Regions from separate parts of the Mus musculus genome. Here all the other regions are linked to region 1. A link is a contact called in public HiChIP or PLAC-seq and promoter capture Hi-C data. All regions are on one chromosome and are shown on one strand. The core of a region is the stretch at or near the end of the contact, and the rest is flanking DNA. Distances in the headings are between cores, read along the strand shown.

Evidence for each region. HiChIP or PLAC-seq counts read pairs in DNA pulled down with a chosen protein or histone mark. Capture Hi-C pulls out chosen DNA fragments and counts their contacts.
Region 2: a promoter capture Hi-C map of adipose tissue shows a contact between it and region 1. The contact joins the promoter of Cpne7 here to the promoter of Spire2 in region 1. A contact is called at or near these places in 4 of 115 datasets of contacts at active chromatin or transcription factors (bone marrow-derived macrophages, embryonic stem cells, microglia and 1 more) and 3 of 9 other capture datasets (adipose tissue, liver and pancreatic islet).
Region 3: a contact with region 1 is called in an H3K4me3 HiChIP or PLAC-seq map of embryonic stem cells, with 15 read pairs. The contact joins the promoter of Dbndd1 here to the promoter of Spire2 in region 1. A contact is called at or near these places in 11 of 39 promoter capture datasets (3T3-L1-derived adipocytes, the C10 cell line, the HPC-7 cell line and 6 more), 2 of 484 Hi-C or Micro-C datasets (the HL-1 cell line and embryonic stem cells), 14 of 115 datasets of contacts at active chromatin or transcription factors (the 230-238 cell line, the SCID.adh cell line, bone marrow-derived macrophages and 4 more) and 4 of 9 other capture datasets (adipose tissue, embryonic stem cells, liver and 1 more).

What each region holds. Positions count from the first base shown.
Region 1 is chr8:123,330,532-123,334,518 of GRCm38.p6, reverse strand. Spire2 (spire type actin nucleation factor 2) reads right to left here and starts at 1,806. Exons shown (of 15, transcript NM_172287.2): 1 at 1,499-1,806. The coding sequence starts at 1,754.
Region 2 is chr8:123,115,068-123,119,054 of GRCm38.p6, reverse strand. Cpne7 (copine VII) reads right to left here and starts at 1,681. Exons shown (of 15, transcript NM_170684.2): 1 at 1,391-1,681. The coding sequence starts at 1,558.
Region 3 is chr8:123,513,406-123,517,392 of GRCm38.p6, reverse strand. Dbndd1 (dysbindin (dystrobrevin binding protein 1) domain containing 1) reads left to right here and starts at 1,938. Exons shown (of 4, transcript NM_028146.4): 1 at 1,938-2,160. The coding sequence starts at 2,028.

The sequences.
Region 1 (3,987 bases), core at 557-3,056:
GACCAAGCAGGCTGCCTGCAATCCTGTGTTGCTCTGCAGTGCTGGGAACCAGATCCCGGGTTATATTCTCTATGGTAAGCAATGGGGTGGGCCCAGGAATAGCCTTGTGAGGCGGCCAGAGCCACAGGAGTGTTAAGGCTGTGAAGAGTTGATGGTGGTGCACCTGCCCCTTCAGGCCAGCCTTGGAAGAGGGAGCCCAGCAGGGTTTATGCAAATCATGCCACTTTCTGAGCGCACTGGCCAAGGTTAAACCTCAGCCTACCTGGGTGTTGTGTTTATTATTTCCCTGTGCAATATATCGGGGCTTTTGTGCAAAATTTAACAGCTTGGAAGTGTCAGGCAGGGGTGTGGAGGGAGGGAGGAAATGGGTATAGGCTGAGAAGCCTGGGAAAGCCACGGTGGCGGCTCCTCTGTGCGCACAATGGGCCCTTCCTGCTCCAGAGGCAGCTGTTGTCCTTTGCTTCTCTTTGGCCTTGCTTATCATTCCTAGTCCCCCGCAGATGCCTGCCTGAGAGAATTTCTGCAAGCCCACAGCTCTCGGGGTTGGAGGGAGGCCAGCCTTCCCTCAGCAAACACACAGCCTGCCTTTGTGCTCCCAACCGGGTATCAACTTTTGGGGTACTATCACTGTATGCCCCATACTAGAACTACAGTTCTCCAGGGGGAAAGTGAGGCGGAACAGTAGACAGGAGCCTGAACTCAACGCTCTGAATAGACTACAATAATCTTTCAAAAGCTCAATTGTTGGTTCTCACTGTTTAAGTTTTGGTTTTTTTTTTAAATCACAGGTTATACACTCTGCTTACATTTACAATTAAACTCAAAAAATTAGTATTAATTCAGTACAGACTCAGAACAAGGCACATTACTCCTGCTCTCCCTACCCCTAGAAAAAGGCACACATCTCTAAGTAGCCTCAAGGTCTGCAGTGTCGCCAGAGGGGAGTACCAGTTTCACGGGAACACCCACAGGCCCTGCCAGAGCAAGGCCAGAGGACTGCAGACTCCCCCAAACCATCTTAAAGGGAACTGACTAAAGGAGAGGCTTCCGAAATTCAGGACTTGACCGTAAGATACTCCGGCTTTTAACCAAAGCCACTCTCCCCTGGGGAAAGCGTCCCTGGGCGCGAGCAGCCAACCGGCCGCTTCTCATCAAGAACGATGGGCTGTTGGTAGGGTTATCCCAGACTGCGTGTGTGTGTGTGTGTGTGTGTGTGTGTGTGTGTGTGATAGTGGGCTGTTGGTAGGGTTATCCCAGACTGCGTGTGTGTGTGTGTGTGTGTGTGTGTGTGTGATTGTGGGGTTCTCCTAGGTCGAAGGGAAGACAAGGAGTCCCAGATCCAGAGGGCAGGGTGGGGCCTTCCCGGTCCGGTAGAGCGCTATCTGGGCGCTGATGTGAGAAAGGTCGAGGCCCCGTCACTTGGCACCGGGGTGCCCTCAGCGGCCGCCCGCTCGCCCGCCGCGCCGGCCACACCCCCACCCACTCCGGTGCGCCTTACCGGGCTCCAGCCGCGCGCCAACCGAACCGTCCCTACGCAGGAGGATGTCTGCCGTGTCCCGGATGCGCCGCACGCCGCCCGGCTCGCCCCGCAGCCCGCGGCAGCCCTGGAAGCACACCGCCCAGGCCTGCTCCTCGTTGATGGGCTGCTCGTACACCTTCAGCACTTCCTCCAGGGACAGCTCCCACGGCTCGGGCCGCGCCGCGCCCCCCGCGCGTTCGGGAGCTGCTGCGCCGCCGCCGCCCGCCCGGGCCATGGCCGCCCATCATCGCCGCCCGCGCGCGCGGCGGGTCTCCATAACAGCGGGGCGACGCACCGCCGAGCGAGGGGGCGGGTCCCGCGCCGCCCGTGTGCTTTGTCATTCCGGCCCCGCCCCTCGCGGGCAGATGCAGGTGAGGGCGGGGGCTGATGGAGGAGGAGGAGGCTAATGGTCAAAGAGGCGGGGCCGGGCGGGGAGGGAAGGGAAGACCGGTAGGGAGGGGCGAGCCAGGGGGAGGGGCAGAGCTAGGAGGGGCAGCCGGAGAGGGAGGGTGCAGGACAAGAGAGGACTAAGGTTTGTTAGAAACCGGTTGGGGGTGCGAGGAGGAAAAGCTGACTGAAGAGGGGTGGGGTTAAGCATGATGGGGACCTTGCACACGAACACACACACACACACACACAGAGGCACACGTACACGCGCTCCCTTGGCTCTGGCTCTTTAAAGCAGACAGTGCCTGTGATGGTCTTTGTGGAAGGCCTGGACCTTAGGAGGTCGCTATAGTGTGATTGGCTCAAAGATGATGCAAGCCTTCAGGGATGAAGTACTTCATAAATGGTCCTTTTTTTCTGCTCGAAAGGATCAGCTTCAAACCCTTAGTGTCTTAGTGACAAACAATGTGACCGAGCTAACACAACACCTCATTCTCAGAGTGTGTTGCCTTCATTCCAAGGCACATCAAAAGTGTTAACAAGCTAAGCACAGCACACAGCTTTGTTGAAAGTAGTTTCAGCCATCTTTACGACGGTTGAGAAGAACAGAGCGAGAAGACACAGCTGGGAGATAAATGATAACAAGGCAGTTGGTCTCGGGCTTTGCTTTGCGGTAGAACTATCGCCTAGGAAGCACAAGGCTGGGACATAATTGTAAGAGAGAGACTTGGTGTAGGGCTGGCTGACAATCTCCTCTGGATTCTTAGTCTTCAATTGGAAAGAAAGGATACAAATGAATTTTGCCTGAAAGTGTTTATAATCAATATCTGGGCGAGTGTGACATCCTTCAACCAGTTCTCAAGCTTATGAGACACAACAGATTTAAGCGGAACCAAAGGACACTGGAGAAGAGGAAATGAAAGGGAAGGTTCTCTCTGCTCAGGATACATTGTGCAGACAACCTGGAACTCTGGCTCTTCTTCCCTAATCCTCAGAAACTTCAAGGGCTACCTCAGTAGGGAAGGAACAGTAGGAACCTCCCACAAGGAAACTCATTCCTTGCTTATGTTAGGAATGAGAGCCTGTATCCAAGTAGTTTAAGGAAAGTCTGAGTCACACAGTACCAAGTGTGTGCTGACAGCGCCCACTGATGAGGCCAGGGTGTTTCTGGTTGGCCGGCTCATAGAATGGTTTCTGTGTTTCTTTTTCTTTTCTTTTCTTTTCTTTTCTTTCCCCTTTTTTCTCTTTTTTCTTTTCTTCTCTTCTCCTCTTTCTTTCTTTCTTTCTTTCTTTCTTTCTTTTAATGGTTTTAAGGTGTTTATTGTAGAAAGGCAGAGAGAGGGAGAGAGTAGAGAAGTAGAGGCTGGCTATGACCACGTGGAGAGAGGGGAAGGGAAAGCAGAGAAAGGGGGAGCAAGGGAGTAAGAGCAAGAGAATAAGAGGTAAGAGAGCTATTTCTGTAATTCTAATGGGTGGTATCTTAGCCAGGGTTTCTATTCCTGCACAAACATCCTGACCAAGAAGCAAGCTGGGGAGGAAAGGGTTTATTTGACTTCCACTTCCACATTGCTGTTCATCACCAAAGGAAGTCAGGACTGGAACTCACACAAGACAGGAAATAGGAGCGGATGCAGAGGCCATGGAGAGATGTAACTAGCTCAGAACCTGGAATCACAACTCAATTAAGGAGTGAGCCACCCACGCGCTGTGCGGTGACCCGGGAGTGATGGATCACAGCTGGGGATTTACAGTAAGGAAGTGCCTCTCAGGGAGACCCAGTGTGTGGGGGTCCCTGACCCAGAGGGCAGCAAGAGACCAGGCAGAAGTCAGGCAGTGTGTATGTGTGCGGGCATCTCCCAGGCTCCCTCAGTGGTACTGCCTTGCCCCACTTTAGCAGCAGAAGCACCCACAGGAGATGCATCATTCTGGTGTCAGTGAAGTGAATGGGCAGAGGATGGAAATTATCCACAAGGAAGTTATTTAGGATGCAGCACACTATTTCCCATTATCATCACAGGGCTCATGCCTTAAAGATTTGAGCCTTAACTGTTTGCGCCAACCATAGATTGGCAATTGGATCG
Region 2 (3,987 bases), core at 432-2,931, 220 kb after region 1:
AAGACAAGGGTCTGCCTGGGCCCTTCCCAGAAATGTATGTACCAGGCAGCAATCAAGCCAGGCAATGCTATGAGAGGACCTGGGTCACAAGATGGTCCTTAAACAGACAGCTGCAGAGCAACCCCTTAATACCTTCTAGGGGCGTGACCACCAAAATGCTTTTGGGTATGTTCTTTATCTTCTAGGGCAGCGAACCACAAGACTTCTCAGACCCAGAGCCTAAGGAGTATGCTGAGATGCAGAGTTGGTTTTATGTGGGTCCCCGGGATACATTCTCCCCTTCACTCTCTGGATCCCCTGCACATTCACGGTGCCCTGGCTACCCTACGATAGTCACATAGTCTATCTGATACCTCTTTCCTGGCTCTCCTCCCATGTTTCCTGCATATGACTGCCACAGCCAAGTGGTGGCTCAGAGCTGCTGTTGGGGGAAGGGGGGACACTCCTGCTTGAGTAGAGACTCAGGTTCAAGTCTTTTATGCCTGTCAGGCCTTCCAACTAAGGTGTGCCCCTGTTTCCCACTCTTGAGACAAAGCCAGTCCCATGGGAGTTGGCAACTGAGAAAGTGGTTTATACACACTACAACACGGGCTATATAAAACAGCAGCCCAGAACATGGGCAGAACCCTGACACTACCCCAGAACAGGGGCAGTACCCTTCTGGGGGCTAATGGGAGCTGGTGACTACGGGGAAGCCCACTTTCTGAAGACCCTGGCTACCCCGGGTTTATGGGTGGCCAGTGGAAAAACCCCATGCTGGAAACAGGTACTCAGATCTGGGTCGGCAGGGGGCATTAAGGAGCGGGGAGGGGCTTTCAGTCCTCAACCGTAGCCACACGCACGCACGCAATTTGTGATTTCTCCTAAATCGCAGTGAGGAGACAGGTTGTAGGGTGGAGAGTCCTCTAACCAGGGCGTCTTAAATCTGAGCGATGGAGTCCCTGTGCCGCCCGGGGCCAGCTCCATTCTACCCAACCAGCATGTCTAGCTCGCAGCCCTAACATCACTGACGCTGCTTTCACTGGCGAGAAGCTCATGGCTGCTGCAGCCAATAAAGGTGGGACCCTGTGACCTTAGACAGTCCCTATACCTGCCTCAGGCAGCGTCCCCACTCCTGAGCTGCACTCCCTCCTGCGCTCCTTAGTCTAGCCTGGGCGCTTCACTCTTGCTCGACAATCCCAGGCTGAGACCCTCGGCTGTACTTCTAAGCACTTTTCCACCGAGGTTCCTTTCTGCCGCTGCTCCCGTTGCTATGCCCTTCCTCGCAGCAGGTGGACACCTCCTCTTTTGCCCCGGCAGCCCCAGTTTCAGAACACCCTTGCCAGCACCCCAAATCTCAACTCACACTTAGGTCTTCAGGTACCCAGCTCCCGGTCATTGGCCGCCCTACCTGTAGCCACTGGCCCTGTGCCTGCTGCAGCAGCACCACGCTGGGGTCGGACTTGGTCAATGGGTCCCGGTCCAGCAGGTGCCGGCAGCTCAGCCGCAGCTCCACCTTCGAGGCGCAGGGTGCAGGCACCACCCCCGGGGCCACCGCGCGCTCCGAGTCGCCGCTCATGCTTCAGGCTCCGCACTCGAACCGGTGGGCGCCGGAGAAATGGTGGCCGGACCAGGCGTGGCCGCGCTTCCCCGCACGCCCGCCGGGCGCGGGCACACGTGTCTCGGGCGGCCGCCACAGAGCGGGGGCTGTAGGGCGGCGATGCAGCGGGGAAGGGATGGAGGGGACCGCGAAGGGGCGGGGCCTGGGTGGGGCCACCGGAGAAAACCACAGGGACCTGGAAGGGAGCAGATAGCCCGGAGAGCCGCCCCTTGAAGAGGGGTTTCGATCCCCTCACTGGAGCGGAGAGATAGGGTCTGGGTTGCACGCAGGCTATGGGATTGTGGTCTCTTTATAGAGTCCATCGGTTCTGGAGGCTCCGCACTGATCGAACCTAGGCATCGGGTTTGCTTCGTCCAGACAGCCTCCGAGAGAGGCACTAGCCACCCCAGAGTCACACCAAAGCCCATGTCCCTTTTGGGATTGTCACCTAAACCAATGATCAAGTTAATGGGCTCTCACTGTTCGACCGGCGCTCACTGGCTGCAGGAAGGGTGTCCCTGTTTCTCAGAATTTGTAGGCCAGGGGCAGGCAAGAAGAGTTTCGTCATCGATCTCTGGTCTATGGCTGAGGGTCAGAGAGGGACTAGGAGCGTTCTCTCCCGGCCACTCTTACCGGGCTTGTCCACAACCATTCCCCCAGGTGGAAGCGAGGCTTCGTTACCCCCTCCCTCTTGTACCATCCCTCTCCTTCCCAGAGAAAGGCACTCGGAAGAGGAGGTGTTGGCTCCGACAGCAATCACCCTCAGCCCATTCTCTTTGCCAATTTCTGCCTAAATATAGGGCAGAAACCGGACCCAAAGCCACGGCTGGGGCGGGGATTGAGGTGAAGGGGGCGAGAGATCCGGAGTATAGAGCGGGATGTATATGCCTGTGGGGGCGTTGCGAGATGTGGTGTGTTCAGCATCAACAAACAAGACTCCTGAAGAGTCTGGGGTCAAAATGGTGTTAACACCAAGACAGGGATATACAAGACGGTGGGAGGAGAGTGTGGGAGGTAGCGTAGCTTTCGATGAAGTGGTAAACTCAAAGGGTATTGTGGGGACAACACCTCCTCCGCCAGCTTGGACCAGGGACATATCCCTCCCATTAGCCACGCTTCTGCTTATGGGCTGCAGCATCTAATCTCCATTTCCTGAGGCTCACCTATCACCATCCTGCTTCCCCAGCTGTTCTGAACCATCCTCCTCCAAAGCTGGCCCCAGTCAGGGCCCTTCCCTCTGCTAAGTCCAGCCTGGGTAGCTCTGGGTCTCTCAGTCCTGTAGGGTTGGGAGAACCCATCTGTAGCTCACTGTTGCTTGTGGGGTTGTAGTTGTGGCTTTCTGTTCACAAGGACTCATGGTTGTCCCAGAGCCTAGGATTCCCTGGGATTCTTCCATTCTGGGTCAGACCCTGGACCTCTTGGCCACTCAGCACTTACCATGAGCAAAGAGAATGCGAAATCCAAACAAAGAGCGAGGCTCAAAGCAGATCCCCAGCCCCACAAAGGACCAGCAGTGCCCACAGGGCCCCTGGACTCCCCAACAGGACTTCCAGGTCACTGCCCTCTGGGCTGTTCCCAGATCCCCAGGCAGACTTGCTGCCTTGATGTCACGGAATGTCCACTCACTTATTCCTCCAACACTGAGCGCTAGGCAGATGCTGGACAGCGTTACCTGTGGCCCTGTTCAACAGCTGCATCCCAAAGAAAGAGCCACCAAAGGATTTAGCATGGGCTGACAAGATGGCTCAGTGTACAAGGGGCTTGCTGCCAAGACTCACAACCTTCTGGAACCCACTTGGTAGAAGGAGAGAACTGATTTCCGTACAAGTACACACAGAAAGAAAGAAAGAAAGAAAGAAAGAAAGAAAGAAAGAAAGAAAGAAAGGAAGGAAGGAAGGAAGGAAGGAAGGAAGGAAGAAAGAAAGAAAGAAAGAAAGAAAGAAAGAAAGGAAGGAAGAAAGAAAGAGAAAGGGAGATGAATTTACTAAGAAAATGTTCACTTAAAAGGGGGGGGGCTGGAGAGATGGCTCAGCAGTTAAGAGCACTGGCTGTTCTTCCAGAGGTCCTGAGTTCAAATCCCAGCAACCACATGGTGGTTCACAACCATCTGTAATGGGATCTGATGCCCTCTTCTTGTATGTCTGGAGACATTTACAGTGTACTCATATACATTAAAAAAAAAAAAAAAAAAAACCTGGGCAGTGGTGGCACACGCCTTTAATCCCAGCACTCAGGAGGCAGAGGCAGGCGGATTTCTGAGTTTGACGCCAGCCTGGTCTACAAAGTGAGTTCCAGGACAGCCAGGGCTATACAGAGAAACCCTGCCTCGAACAAACAAAAAACAAAAACAACAAAAATAAAAGAGGAGACAGGTGTGGTTGGACACACCTTCAATCCCAGAACTTGAG
Region 3 (3,987 bases), core at 689-3,188, 180 kb before region 1:
TGGCTTGTTTGTTGAGGCGGAGTCCATGTAGCCAAGGCTGACCTCAAAGCCAGACCATCAGCAAGATCAGAGATGAACATGAACTGCTCCTCCTGCCTCCACCTGTGAAGCATTTGGGACAGGTGTGTAGCACCATGATTGGCTCCCTGACATTTTAACTGCTTTACTATTTTGGAAAGCACAGCCTGCTAATGTCCCAGGTACCTAATAGTGGCCTATGCCCAACCCTCTTTTTCTTTTTTTTTTTTTTAAGATTTATTTATTTTAAGTACACTGTAGCTGTCTTCAGACACCCCAGAAGAAGGCATCAGATCTCATTAGGGATGGTTGTGAGCCACCATGTGGTTGCTGGGATTTGAACTTAGTGCTCTTAACCGCTGAGCCATCTCTCCAGCCCTCCCCCTCCCCCTAAGCTAACCTTATAACCCTGGTTTTGTCCCAGGGAGGAAAGGAATGACCAAGGACCGAGCACTGACTCAGCCAGGCCTGGTGGGGTTTCAGAGGGCTTTAGCCAGCTGGTGGGGATGTTCCCTTGTTTTGTAAACTAAGAACTATTTAACTTTCTGAAATCGGCCTTCAAGCTTAAAGGCCACAGGCTACCTTGTGTCCACTAGAGCTGGGCAGAAAGCCAGAGCTTTGACTCAGACCCTACTTGATTCAATGAAGCTTTTTGGCTACTGTCCTAGCCATCCATTCTGCCCAAGGCAGTACCAACTTATTTCATCCACTCAAATTCCCCTCAGCCTGTTCAGTTATGAATAACTCATCTTCTCTGATAATTTCCTTTGTTGTTTTGTTTTTGTTTTTTTGTAAAAGTGTAAATGGATTTTAGATTGGGCCTTCTGACTTCTAACCCTGAATTGTGCAACCTGGAGAAAGTTGCTGTCTGTCGGTCTCTGTGCCGGGCATCTTTAGATCTCTAGGAGTAAAGAGATACTGTGTATCTTAGTTAGGGTTACAATTTCTGTGAGGAAACACCACGACCGAAACAACTTGGGGAGAAATACATACTCGGCTTACACTTCCACACCGTTGTTCGTCGACAAAAGCAGTCAGGGCCAGAAGGGAAAGCAGGCCAGGAGGCTGGAGGCAAGAACTGCCGCCCAGGCCGAGGAGGAGCTGCTTACTGGCTTCCTCCTCACGACTTGCTCAAGCTGTTTTCAAAGAGCCGCCTGCCTCTGCCTCTCTGCCTCAGCCCTGGGATAATTAAAGGTCTGTGGTACCAAGGCCTAGCCTTAGCCTGGCCTTAGCCTGCTTTCTTATAGAACCCAGGACTACCAGCTCAGAAATAGCGCTACCCACAGTGGCCTGGCCCTCCCACATCAATAATTAAGAAAATGCCTTACGGCGGAACATTATGGAGGCGTTTTCTTAATTGGGGTTCCCGCCTCTCAGATAACTTCAGCTGTGTTAAGTCGACGTAAAATTAAATGGCACACTGTGCCATGCAAGCAGGTCTGATGCAGGACTGGCGTTTGGAGATGGGACTCCAGCTGTGGGTTATCAATACATCCAAGGCCTTCTTTTTACCAGGTCACCCCCCACTCCTCCCGGACTTGTACTCTCAATATGGATTCAATAGCATTAATCAGGTCCACAATTCCAGGCTTATCAGTTGAGGGTTCTGGGGCTGCTTTGGCCCTTCTTGTGGCACCTCCTCTCCTAACTCTTTTGCCAGGCTCCTCATGTCGCTGGCGCCCCACAAAAGCCCGAGGTTGTGATGGATAGATGGACCGCAGCCAGCGCGCAGCTCAGTGCGCAGGAGCCAGGGAAGCTAGCTGAAGTCGGAGGTCCGCAAAGGGCTACGTCCCTGCAGAAGGGTGGGTGGGGGTGGGGGTGGGGGGGTGGGAGTGGGATGGGGGGGGGTTGTTGTTGGCCGGGTCGGCAGGGGGCGCGCGAGGAGCAGGGCGGGGCTGCACCTGTGCTGCTGGCTGCTGGAGATGGGGAGGGGAGCGGCGCCAGAAGCAGCTGCGCGCCCCGCCCCGCGGGCTCCTCCCCGCCACCGCGGCCCCTTAGCTGCTGCCCCGATGCGCTGTGCCCGAAGCCCGGACTCAGTAGTCACCAGAGCAGTTGGGGCACCCGGGCTGTCGCCGCCGCTGCCCACACCCCCCGCGGACCCCATTGGCCGCATGGAGTCTCCCGAGGGCGCTGGTCCGGGAGGTGAGTCCGACCCCGGCCCCCAGAACCCAACAACAAACCGCAGCCCCTCCCTCTGCCCACTAGCCAGCTACTCCCGGGGCCTGGAGACCCGCTGATGCCTTCTGAGCCCGCCCGTCCGACTCAGAGCTAGGGGCGGAGGAGGGGGCCGGGCCAGATCCTTGGAAACGTGCGGGTATCCGGCTCGGCAAACACAGACTGCGTCTCTTTCCCTGATATGCGAGCTCCGGGCTCCGGAAGGCTTGCGGACTGCCCTCCAAGGAGGTGACCAGGGGTTGCGTCCTGAGCCCCCTGCCAGCCGAGCCTGGGAGCGGGGGAGGGGCGTGTAGGGGCCGGAGTTAGGGATCTGGAGAGGGGATTCGTAGGGGCGATGCTACCCGCTTGTTCACGCGTAGGCTTTGTTCGCCCCAGCCGCGATACCAGGAGGAATGACAAGAGGCGGAAGGGGGTCTGGGGCTCCCGACTGAGCTGGGGTTTTTGTGAGGTCATGGCGCATGCACCCGAGCTCTTGGTGCTGCAGGGCAGCGGCCTCCGAGCTGCCCAGCTGCCATATATTTGGAAGGGAAGGTGTGAATGGTGTGCTCCTTCCTCGGCCTCTCCCAGCAGCTGAAGACCCTTGAGGTTAACATCTTACCGCAGGGTCTGCCCTCCTTGGAGCGTGCCCACAGGCGGGTGGCTGATAATAGAGAGAAAACTCTTAAAAATCACCCACCCTGCGTCTCAGCTTTCCAGAAAGCTTTTCAGGGATCCATCGCTGTGGGAACTTGGATGTAATCTGAACAATCCATCACTTGCTTAGCCATACCCAACACCTCTAGGATTTCCTGAAGATCCCATCCCAAGGAAACACCAAGTGTCTGAGGATTTGGCCAGCTTGCCATTCCGCCTGCAACCCAGCCACACGATGGCTTCTTCTGAAGTCCAAAGGGTTGCCCGTGGGAGCTGTCCCCAAGCGGCTCCTATGTCTACAGGCGGGGAGCAGTGTCCTGCTTGAAAACCCTTATCTGCCTAAGCGCCAGACACTTTCCAGCCAGTGGGATTGGTTGTGCTTTGTTTTGTTTTTATGGGAGACCAGCGTTCTTGCTATTGACAGTCCCCAGACCCTGGGTCTTCCCAGCACCAGCTCCGTGGGTACCAGAAGGTAGATGGTTTGGAGAGCAAGGACTTGGCTTGTAGAGCTCAGAGTTATTTTTTGAGCTGTGCGATGTTGGAAACTTGCCTGTGCCCCTGAGCCTCCGTTAGCATGGCTGTCAATACAGGCAGCCCCCTTGTATAGGGCAGAGGTCTGTCTTTCTTTCTTTCTTTCTTTCTTTCTTTCTTTCTTTCTTTCTTTCTTTCTTTCTCTGAGGAAAGAAAGAACAAGCCCACAAGCTTAAGCAGAGATGGAGTATGCTGTCTCTGATGTATGCATTACTGGCTGGGGGTGGGGGGCTCAGACGCCCGATTCAGTGAACAAATCCCAAGTACCTATCATGAGCTGGTACCGTGCCTGCATGTCGGGAGGCAAAAGCTAAGAGGGAATTCTCTCTTGGTGCCTTTAGCGTGTTTTCTTGTCTGCATCCTGAGCTAGTGGGCTGTGCTTGGTGGGGCTCCCTAAGGGTGACTGTAATGGTAACTTTGTTTTGGAGCCTGTGAAACACAAAAAAGGCAGAGCCCAGGAGGATGGAGCTCTGTGTTCCATCTCCCAGGCCCGCAGCAGGGCTCGCTCATACAGACCTTGCCAGCCTTCCTCTAGTACTCCGCATTAAATCTAGACCTGTTATTCATCAGTAGCCACTGAAGAAACGATCTCCCAAAAGTAAAATCTTTATAATGTATCATTAAGCCAGG